Regions from separate parts of the Mus musculus genome. Here region 2 is linked to region 1. The links are chromatin contacts, called in public HiCAR-type maps. All regions are on one chromosome and are shown on one strand. Each heading gives the region's core, a stretch centred on a gene start, on an enhancer-like site or on the middle of the called end of the contact. The rest is flanking DNA. Distances are from core to core; before and after follow the strand shown. Region 1 has its middle 11 kb from the start of Dmac1. Region 2 overlaps Ptprd (protein tyrosine phosphatase, receptor type, D).

The links. HiCAR-type assays count read pairs that join an accessible place to other places.
Region 2: a contact with region 1 is called in a HiCAR-type map of embryonic stem cells, with 6 times the contacts expected there. The contact joins two enhancer-like sites. A contact is called at or near these places in 1 of 39 promoter capture datasets (second pharyngeal arch cranial neural crest), 1 of 484 Hi-C or Micro-C datasets (embryonic stem cells), 1 of 115 datasets of contacts at active chromatin or transcription factors (embryonic stem cells) and 1 of 9 other capture datasets (embryonic stem cells).

The regions. Positions count from the first base shown.
Region 1 is chr4:75,263,939-75,269,775 of GRCm38.p6, forward strand. No RefSeq gene overlaps it. Among named protein-coding and RNA genes, the nearest start is that of Dmac1, 11 kb to the right of the region's middle. Within about 2 kb of position 3,278, at least 34 of the 459 cell types and tissues checked have an H3K27ac peak or open chromatin away from gene starts, as enhancers often do. A contact at or near this core is called in embryonic stem cells, where this site is marked.
Region 2 is chr4:76,011,710-76,017,546 of GRCm38.p6, forward strand. Ptprd (protein tyrosine phosphatase, receptor type, D) reads right to left here. Exons shown (of 40, transcript NM_011211.4): 30 at 348-471. Among named protein-coding and RNA genes, the nearest start is that of Gm46893, 320 kb to the right of the region's middle. Within about 2 kb of position 3,617, at least 9 of the 459 cell types and tissues checked have an H3K27ac peak or open chromatin away from gene starts, as enhancers often do. A contact at or near this core is called in embryonic stem cells, where this site is marked.

The DNA of each region.
Region 1 (5,837 bases), core at 2,028-4,527:
CTGAGAATGCCATCTCTGGATTTCTATTGGATGGCATGCCTGGGGTGTTGGTAGCCCTTCCCCTGAACATATGTCCCCCTTCACTCACCCTTCCAGTGGGTGGACACTAAATTCAAAAGTTTGTCCACTGGTAAATAGACTTTGATATTGATTCAATGTTCATCTTTGATTTTCATTCCCATTTAAGGATTAAATTAATTACTTCTTTGTTCCCACAAATTATATGTATAAAAAATTATTTTTATCACTGTTGTAATTTAGAGTTAGAGTTCTAACTTTTACCCTATTTGAAGGACCACCAAATGATACTCCAATATATTGGAGGGTATTTGTTGAGAAGAAAATTCAGACATATTAAAAGCATTTTATGAATTACCTCATTCTTTGGCAATTTCACATATGCGTGTAATATATTCTTGACACTACTCATTGCTCCTTTCTTTCTTCCTCTTTCCTCCTCTGAAACCCAGTCCTCCCATTGAGTCATCCTATTTCCATGGCTTTTGTATTGCTCTCATTTTATCTCTGTGACCACACATTTTTAACCAGGGTCATACTTTGAACACAAGTATGGAGAAATCCACTGGAGCAAGAGTACCTCACCTGTGCCTACATCACTTCAAACAATGACTTCCTTTTCCCTAATTGTAATCAACTACCATTAGCTTCATCGTGACTGAACGTCCGTGGTTCAGTCTTGTGCAGGCCAGACAGAGGGAACTGTAGCTTCTGTGAGCGCATGAGTGACATGCCAGCACTCTTAAACCAGTTTTGTACGGCCCTCCTTCTCAATCACTTGGCTCTCATAGTTTCTTCTTTTGCTTCTTTCAAAATGATTTGTAGGTCTTGGCAGAGGTGGATGATACAGGTAAATTGTTTAAGACCAAACACTCAACAGTCACTTATTCACAGTATTTTGACAATGATGTCTATATCACAATGTCTATATCATGCCGTTCACTTCAAAGAGAGACTGAGAACAGCATTACAGCCACATCAATTTTTTTCATATTTTTTTTTTTTTTTTTTAGTAAGAGATCAACAGATGAGCCAGGCAATAAGCCACTCATGGTTTGGGCTGCACTGAACTACACAAGTGTGTGTGTGTGTGTGTGTGTGTGTGTGTGTATAAGATGGACCTCATGAGTTGCTTGGGAAAGCAAGACAAAATACTTGATTAACATAAAAAAATTCTTGTTAGAGGCTGGTTGGCACTAGCTAATTGGAAACATTTCCTTTCTTATGATATGAACATTTGTACTGATTTAAATTTCAGTTTGTTTGTGTGAGCCAAAGATGTTTAAGTTGTCTCAGCCAAATGGCATTGCAAGAAAGCATTTTAACACTGGAGTTTAATAGTTGCTAATAAACATATAATGAAAGAAATGGTAATAAAATGTATTTTTATACCTGAAGATGGTTGTTTCCATGAAGTAAATGATGTTGGATTTGTCCCAATTTTTGGAAGTATTCTGTGAGTAGCGGCCATCATAATGATAAAGTCACTCTTGTGCTTTACATACAACTACACATTATTGTTAAAATACCTATAGGTATATTACTACATATCTCTATCCCAAGGAACAATGTACATTTTCTGTGGTTTGCTGTGCCTACTCATTGACAGCATATTTTTCTTCATTGACACTAGCTGTTATTCTAGACAGTGCTTGCAAAGTATGAAATGTTTAAATTAATTTGCATCACTAAGCTAAGCTATTACTGTGCAATTTGAAACTGAAGAAAGTATTCTTGGGGAATAGAAAGGGTACCCTACAGACATGCATATATATGTATATATATATATATATATATATATATATATATATATACACTCATCATCACCACTAATTCTAACTTCTCATATTGTTGAATGCATGGGTGGATCTGCTGGCCTAGAATACGTTTGATTTGCACACCTTAATTAGATCATAAAAGGGTCAAAAAAGTCCAACCCACTCCCCTTAAAGAATTATTTGGTTGGCCAAGTGCACTATAGAGTTCCTATAAAACACTGATGACCAGGGTGGGTGATGGGTCAAGAGTTTCTTGTTTTTCATGGCAGTTTTCAATGATTACTGAAGAGTGCTAATTGGGAGATTTGTGTCTCTTGTTTTCTCTTAGCTCCACTTGTCTCTGCAACCAAGGAGTAGATCTCCTTTTTGTTGTTGTTGTTTGTTTGTTTGTCTGTTTGTCTTTCTTTTTTTTTTAACAAACAATTATAGGGATAGAGAATCTTAGTGTTGAGAAGGAAACTAAGCAATTACATCATCTGATGACTTAACTTTTAATGGAAAAAAATTATGTTCTAAAATTGTATCTGACTTTCCCAACAGCATATTAAAGAAGGTTGGACTGTGGCTTCAGTCAGATGATCCTTTCAACATATTATGCTGAGTACAATCTTCAAAGGTAGGTCAGGTTCAGCTACATGTGAGAGCTAACTGAAGGAGAGCTAAGTAGGCTTTAGTATCAAGACTTCTGATTTAGTTCTAAATGTGGCAAATCTGAGACTTTGCATCTCCCATGAGTTCTGTCTGAGATAGTTCTAACATTTGAGAACAACTGACAAATACTAATGATACCAAAAGAAACAAGCAATTTCTCTTTGTTCTCACTCAGTGGTTCAGGCCTCTATGTACTAACTCAAAATACTTATTGAACAAAAAGTACTTTCCTGAGAAGCTGAGAATGGCAAGCATGAATATAACTCTAAGTCAATCCTTTTCTTCAGGATTTCATAATAAATGGGGTGGAGCAGATGTATAATCAGTTACCAGGCAACTGTTTCAATGAAATAAAAATCAATTCAAAATTAATGGTTGGGTATGAGTATTCATAAAGGTATGAGAGAAGACTCTTTAGCGAATGCTTCACTTCACGACAGAGGGGATATTTGACTGAGGTGTTGAAGGACAAGAAAGACCAAAGTTCTATCATAAAGAAATAAGCCATGCAAAAGGATTCAGAGGCTCCTCTTTTTGTAAGAAATAGCAACACCAAGATAAGGTGTCTAAAAGAGAAGTCAGGAAGCAGGAGTTGCTGAAGATAAAAGGATACACGGTCCATTAGTGAAAGGCATTTCATACTTGACAAGTTTCTGTGAGATACTGGTCTATTTAAGTTTTGGATAATTTTATACATGTATACAATAAAATAAGATATCCATGCCTCATTTTTTCCTTTTCAACTACCATGTCTCTCCAACACATCCCCTGTTAATCTCATAGAGTTTGGTTTTGTTTTATTTTTCTTTGATAGCCCGCTAGAACAGTTAAAGTTCCCCATACGTTTATGGGTGTGGTGCCATTTCCTGGAGCACAGGAAGCTCACCAGTGGTCACATTCTTCATAAAGAAGCAAAGAACAATTACTCCTCTTCCAGCAATTATCCACTGCTAACAGCTCCTCAGTAAGGGGCCTGATTGTCTCTGTTATCCTGAGCCTGTGGAACCTTAGTGTATTACGCAGTGAGAGGGCAGCTGCTCAGGAGAACTATTATCTCATCACATGACAGGAAAAAAAATCTTACCATTTCTTTTGAGAAAATATTCTGCAATGGAACCAGTACTCTCCACTGCAGACCAATCCTATAGCACAGAGACCTTTAGTGGATATCAGAGATCCAAATCATTAGTTACAACCCCCCCCCCAAAAAAAAAACCAAAAAACAAAAAACAAAAAAAAACAAAACCAAAACTAACCAACCAACCAACCAAACAAACAAACAAACAAAAAAACTCACCATGTGAACACAATAACTTAGTGCCCCAGGCAAGTCAGCATGGAGGTATCACTTAGGAAGTCCCTTAGACACAGAGTTTCATACTCAGTGGTCTCATCAGTAAGAGGATAAAGTGATTCAGCTCATGGAAGTACTGGCATAATGCTTTGCAAAAGGGAAGAATTCTAACATTTTTAATTCTTTACTGCACAGTGTAAAGGTTGATATAAAAAGGAGTAGGGCCAGACAGACGTGTCTAGAAAAGTCAAAGCAAGTGTGACTAGCAAGACTAGCCCAAACTCCAGAGATCTTGTCCTGAGACCAGCAGGAGTTAGGACTCTTCCCTCCTTGCTTTGGGGCTGCATGATCCAGTGCATTTCGTCTGTACAACCTTCAGTTCTGCCACCCTTGAGGTAGTCATGAAGCCTGGTGGGCAAATTACAGATTTAACTTCCTCATTTTCTATAAGGGCATGTCTAGCAAGCACCTGGAATTCCTCTTCATGCAAATGAAGCATTTGCAGTACCTCACTACTAGCTAATAATGTACTTACCTTGAAAACTCCCATGTGTCTGTTTTACTGAAAACCATCTGGAAAAAGCTTTTACTTCCCAGCACTCAAGCCAGCCAACATCCTGTGAACCTCTGATCCCACCCGCCTGGATAAGCTTCTTTCCTTCCAGCCCTGCCTGGTATGGAACTGTGCCTGGACACCCCAGGGCAGAAGCAGACCCAGGCTGGAAGAAAGGAGGAGGAGGAGGAGGAGGAGGAGGAGGAGGAGGAGGAGGAGGAGGAGGAGGAGGAGGAGAAGAAGGAGAAGAAGAAGAAGAAGAAGAAGAAGAAGAAGAAGAAGAAGAAGAAGAAGAAGAAGAAGAAGAAGAAGAAGAAGAAGAAGAAGAAGAAGAAGAAGAAGAAGAAGAAAGAGAGAAAGAAAAGAAGTTATCTAAGAGCCAGGCATGGTGTAAACACCAGTATTCTAAACATACAAGAGAAATATGACACTGTTCAAGCCTGCGGTCACTGTCACTACATCCTGATACTTACAATATATAATAGATTTGATCTAGCATACCCTCGACTATTGGTAGGTAGGAAGATAGCTCCTCAGGGACTATTTAATAGGCCTCCTAAGAGTAGAACGTAAAGAACAAAAAGAAGGTCTGCTCACAACCCTGAAGAAGCATGCATGGTTGAGCTAGCTGGTGACTCTAAAAGCAGGGTGTGAAGAACAAGAAATAGGAGATGAAGGCAGCTAAATCAGAACAGTTTCAAGGACAACACTACCATGAAACATGTACAACATAGTATTACTCTTTCAGGCAGCCAAATTTTCATTTTGAGTATGTTAACTTCTACATATATTCCTTCATCTAATAGACTTAGTTATGACAGACTCAATTTAGTGTAAAATGGCTACCAAGAAGAACATGTTCCTTCACTGGAGGTGTCCTTCCTGGGATAGGCACAATAAGGGAGAGAAATATAGCCTCCATGCATAAAATTGATCCTATTGCTTCTTAATGTGGTCCACTTTCTATTTTTAAAGGGTATGTTCTTGCTTCAGTACTTGTTCTAATTATACTCCTGACTTTATGATCTAATGCTGGGTTCAGATTCTATTGTTACTAGAGATCTCTATATAACATTATGACTTATGATAGAAAAATCACTTCAGATTCCCTGTATTCATTTTCTGTTGCTATGAAATAAACTACCACAGACTTAGCAAATTAAAACTATTGCTGCTGGAGAGATGGCTTAGGTATTAAAAGCACTGGGCACTCTTCTCAAAAACCCAGGTTTGATTCATAGCACCTACCTTGTGGTTCATAACCATTTGAAACTTAAGTTTCTGGTGATCTGATTCCTTCCTTTGGCCTCTGTATGCATCAGACAAACATGGTGCACAGATGTATACAGAAGCAAAATAACCATACACATTTAAGAAACAATTTATTGTAACAGCTTTGCAGGAATATTGTCTCACTATGAGTCTCACTAGATTAAGACTAGGATTTTGGCTGAGCTGTGGTTCTTGCTTCTCAAGATGTCCTCTTCCAAGTTGATTGTTGGTGACAGAAACTAAGTTCTTATAATAGTAGGGTTCAAGTTAT
Region 2 (5,837 bases), core at 2,367-4,866, 750 kb after region 1:
GCCCCTGTTCTTAATTTTAAAATACATAACTAGTGCACAGGTCCCTTTGTAAAATTGCCAGTTTGCTCATAACTATCAACAACCATAGGTAAGATGGGCATTGCTCCCCACATAGAAACATCAGTAAATGATCAAGTCTTCATGGAGGGATGCGTCTGTGATTGTAGCAGAGACAAACTTTTCTTGTGAGTGATTCATTTATGTAAGAAAGTAAAGGTGCGAATACATTGAGCCTGGGTTGTAGACAATGTTTTCATAGATGGCTGCCAGTCCAGTCAATACTACATTCTCATGCAAATACTTAAATCGAGAAAACAACAATTTGAATAATGTATGCATTTTCTTACCTTCTATTGCTGATAAGAGAACCCGGGAGTGATCGTATGCAATGACATTTGCATATCTGTTCTTTGGTTTGTTTACTTCCAAGTTTGAGTGTTCCCATGTGAACTGCTGGCCAGGGTCAATTGACTGTAAGAAAACCAACAAACCAGTGCACACAACATCAGTACTGAAAAATTAAAAAGGCATTTATCAAGGCATTTATCACAGGAATAGCCACGATTTAAAAAGAAATTCCAAAGCCACACTTCATAAAGATGATTTTATCTGTGAAGCCAAACACTAACATAACCTGCACAGTGCACACTGGCCAATATCGTGAGAGTCATTAACTAGCACTAACATTGACACAAATGAAAAGCATCAACACAGAAGTTCTGTTAATATTGGAGCAGCGGGGAACTCTTACTTTTCCATTTCTTTCTCCACTGCTGGGGTTTACAAGTTATTTTAGGTCAATATTCCTTCTGGTGCTGTGAACAGAATTTGCCTAGAGTACTCCTGCCTTGTCTTTCCTGACTGGACCCATGCACACACTTGCGGATGACTGGCCTTTTCCCGGCTTGTTGCGCGCATGCCCTGCTTTTCACTCTCTACCCATGTGCTCCGGTCTTAATGAACACTTCTGATTTTACCTGTTTCCTTATAACATACCACAGCCAATGTCAGGGCAATGTGTACAATCCAAAGGATGACAGTGAGGAATAGACGCTAGTGAACACCATCACAGTGACAAAATAACTTGTGATGTCACAGAAGGAAGGATTGAATTGTTTTTTTCTTGACTATTATATTGTTTCCATGTATCAGTGTGTTTACAATGTTTACCTCCTTTTATCCCTTAGGATTTTTTTCTCATATTTTCTAATTTTCAACATTATTTGTGTAATGTCTTAGTTCAAGCAAAAGCAATCTACACTAAATACTGTGTGGAGGATATAAGATGAGTTTTGTAGGTAGCTCAACTATGATTTCAAAATTACATTCAGGCTTAATTGCTTAATTAAAAAGTTTTTAAAAAAGTTAAATAGTGGAAGAACAAGCTGCATCCAATAGGAAACTATATCCTATGAGAAGAAAATCTGGAGCTAACTGGAGAATTGTAATGGATACCAGGGCGTTATGTTTCAGAACCAATATAACTTAATTTTCTTAACCGTTAGGAGACAGCTCACTCGTTCCTCTCTCTTTCTCTCTATCTCTCTGTTTCTCTCTCCCTGCCACCCCCCTCTTTCTCTTCCTTCCCAGTTTGGCAGATGACAAAATGGAAGGAAAGTAAGTCTGACTGCTGAAGGTCTTCACTGACAAGAAGTGTGCTAACTGTTGCTTAGTAACCTAGTTAAACCTGTGTGAGCAACTGAGACATTTACATTCAAACCTAGACGAGGGAATCAAACTAACTACCAGTTGGTAGGTCCTATGACACAAGGCTGCCTGACTGTCCAGAATGCAAAAGGAAGGCGTCTTAGCCAGGACACATCTAAGCATGGCCATCCTTCCCTCCCAACTTATCATCCGGTGTCACTCTGGGACAATTACATAAGAAATCAAGTTTTAAAAACGAGGTTGGCTTCACATGGATGATAGGACAGATGGGACGCAGCTTACATTTATACTTGTTTTACACGGATCAAACAAACATTGATTAAATAATGCTGACTTGCCTTTGTGCAGCGTAGCACTCATCCATCTGTATCTATCTGTCTGACTGAACATTTAACAACACACGGCACAGGTCATTATTTTTGGAGCTTGTCAGAATGCTGAGAGCAGTAAACTCAGGAAAGAATAAATACCTAGCGCTGGCGAGATATACTAACATCTTTTATACTTAAAGGAAGAAAAAGGAAGGAAGAAAGAGAGCTGAAAAGTGCTTTGAAAATCACCTTCCCTTTATCCACCTTAGAAAGGCAGAGATCATAAATGAGTGAAGCTCTAATTCCCAAGCTCATTTGTTTTTTTTCCCTTTGTTGGTGTTGGTGATGATGTGAGAGCTTTGCTTCTATATCCTTAGGCCTCTCTTGTTCCAGTCTTTTAAAGGTGAAAGTCATGGCCAAGGTGGACAAAGAACAGCCTAGATGCTGGCTGGTAGGGAAGTTGATTTCCATTTCAACCTTATATATTTAGCTGGTCCACCCTGACCATGCAGCTTCCTATTAGAAATTAAGACTAGGTCACTGGAATAATTTAATATTCAGTGATTTTTTTTTCCTTAGAGCCAACTGCCTGCTTGTGTGTTCTTTTCTGTTCAAAGTCTCCCTTCCTTGTCTCCCTCTGTCAGCCTTCTTTGTAATGCTGATGCCTTCTTACCATTCACTTTCATTAGCACTTTCCTCAGCTAGGGTGGTGCCTAGGTCTCTGATTTGAAAGGTGAAAATATAGTATCTTTATTCAAACGAAAAGTTGATTGATGGGTTTTCATATTTCATAAACTCTACGAAATCCATATGCCACATTTCCACAGAATTCATAACTAAGAACGCCTTATTGTAATTATAATTAATTTCTCCATCCAGTCAATAGACCCTTGAACCTCACAACCCAGACAGTCACAACTTGACCAAGGTGACAAAGGGCTTTACATCCCAGCCTAGACTGCTACTCCTCACAATAGCTTCAAAGAAAGTCATTTTAATGCTAACAGACTTTCAACCCAGTTGCTTCTAAGATGGGTGGAACACACTAGATGCAAGGAAAACTTTGTGGGTAATTCAAAGACAGGCAAAGTCTCATTTAGATACTTGCCAATATCAAATAGTTGGTCTTAAAGTTCTAAATTTTTTTTTTATCAACTAGAACTTTGTCTTAAAATAAGTAAGTGAAAAAACATGCTGCATACAACAGATGAAGTTCTAATTATGTACTGCATTTTCATTAAAAAGCCACAATGAAAATGTGTGTCTATAAAACAGGGGTAATATTTGCTGTGTTAACTCATTTCATTTTCTAAAGCTCCTAGGCATGAGTATCGTGGTTATTGAGTTCTCTCACTCTGATGATTAAGGTGCACACAAGTTAGATGATTCCTTTATAATAAAATAGCTACTGCGTAGAAAACTCAAGTTTGCCAGGCTTCCTCCCCCCTCGCTAAGCCAAAGTTTACTTGATAGTTTCATACCCACCCCTCTCCTGGCTCTTAAATACAGTGCAAGGAAAGCTGGAAGCAGAACTCTGTGAGAACTGCTGACCTCTGTTTGTGATTCTAAGTACAGGACAGACTCCTCAGAAATTTGCACAACATCTTATAGTCCTTGAGTGGCACTCCCCGGGCATGACCCATTTTCCTAGTGCTAAGGTCATCACTTTAAAGCAACATTCTTTAATGGCTTCCTAAAACCCAACCCTTGGGCCAAAAGAAAAATATAATTTCCCATTTCAAAACACCACACAATCCGTAGTCATAAGTTCTCAGTGTTCCACTTCATCGTCCACATTATCCAAGGAGGGGAACAAAACCTCAAAACCTCAAAATATTTCTTTAGAAACTCATCAAAGGATTACCACAAAAACAGACTCATCCTGTTTTTTTTACATTTTCAAAAAAAATAACAAAAATTTAATTATAGAGGAGGACTAGACCAAGTTTATTACTAGCCAAACTATGGGCTAGACCATCTTTTTTAAAAAACAAACAAACAAACAAAAAACTATCCTGAACTTTCAATGACCTTAACATCCGGAGAAATCCTAGTTTTCCACATAGTAGTGTGGCTCACTCTCAGGAGCTCAAGTCCCTTTTGAGGTTAGATGAGCAGCCTGGAACTGTTAATTTCTGCAGAAAGTTGTTTCCTATCTATCTATCTATCTATCTATCTATCTATCTATCTATCTATCTATCTATCTATCTATCTATTTGTATTTATGTTTTCTCCCATCCACTGATTGGAAATGGCAAATGGATGTATGGATGTATCCACATGAATGGGAAACATGCTTATAAGTTAGGAAAGGCCTATATTTTCCACAGTTAGCAAGCGGTTGCAATTGCCACGAGAACATCCTTCCAAGAAAAGATTGTGAATTTAGTTGAAGCTAAAATTCCCTCATGAGCCAGATGTAAGATGAACTGGAAAGTGACAGCATTGTCTGAGAGACAAAGGGGAGGCAGCCATTTCTCAGCTCCGATTAGCTGCAGCAGGACATGCGGCTGTGTCCTCTCTGTTCCTTCTTATCATTTCCTTCCCCTGTGTGTCAAGTCTGTGCCCTCAGTTTTGTCTTGGCTCCCCTTATCCAATTAGTTATCAGTGCTCGTTGAGTCTTTCCTTGTAACAATATCTCTGAATCTAGGCTGCCATTACAGTGTGAAAAATCAAAACAGGATTTTACAAGATTACCAGTGTTAATCTATGGACACAGAAGCAGTCTCCCTTGAACAGTAGAAGAGACGTATACAATTCCCATATAAATTTATAAATGTACCACACTTGTTAAATGTCATGAAAACATGCTTCATTCAGGCAGACATTTTTTTTTCCAGCAGAAATTTGCTTTCAGGTAACAGAATTGAATCAAGACTTTATATTGAGCAATAATTAGATTTAAAATTTAGACTACATTTTGTAGCAAATACAAAACTTCATATATAAAGTATGATTTAATCCTTATATGTTTAGCAATCTGATATGTAGAGGAAGTAGAAAGGATTATGGGAGGTAATTGAGGTGACTCTCTCTGGTCAACACTTTCTCCTATACTCTGTCACAGCAGTACAGATACATCGCCAGTTTCCTTGATTTCCCTCCTAGAAGTATGTTTAAATGACCTTAACAGGCCATGGTATTAGTAAAATGAAGATAGTAGCAAAAGCCCTGGACAGTTGACTTCATGGCTGTGAAAGAGATTATTTTTAAGATATCTCCTCAAATAAGAGTTTGAGAAGAAATACAGCATTAAGATCTAGAAACTAACGATTCCAGAGATGTTGACCAACATGTTCCTGAATGTAGACAAAAGCAGAAGAAAAACACTCTTATCCCAAAAGGCTATGTTTTAGAAGGATGAGATCAGAGAATTGTTTTAATCAGGCTACTTCGATTGTTAGCTTTTTATCTCCTCCAAGAGATAAAGGAGTAATAATAATAGGGTAGACAGCTGGGTGTGGTAGCCCAACTGGAATTCTAGTGCTTTGAAGCCAGCCTAGTCAAAAGAACAAGTTTTAGGGGGTGGAGAAATGTACAGTGTTTTCCTAAGGGCTCAAGAAGAAGAATTTCACAGAGTTTATATACCAGTATCTTTCATGCCATGTGGCAAAGAGAAAAAAACTTAAATGACTTGCACACAGCTTTTAGGCATAAAAAGTCTGTCAGAAATTACTTAATCTTCTCTGAGTAAAGAGCTAGAGTAGGCTAAATTGACAAGAGGTGACCATAAAGATTTATTAAATGAGATACCTGATCTGTGAACAACTAAAATAGTTATTAATTAAAATGGGGCATGCTTCTCAGAAACACTGTGGATTGACAGTTGTGTTCTGATTGGAGAAAAATAATTATTTA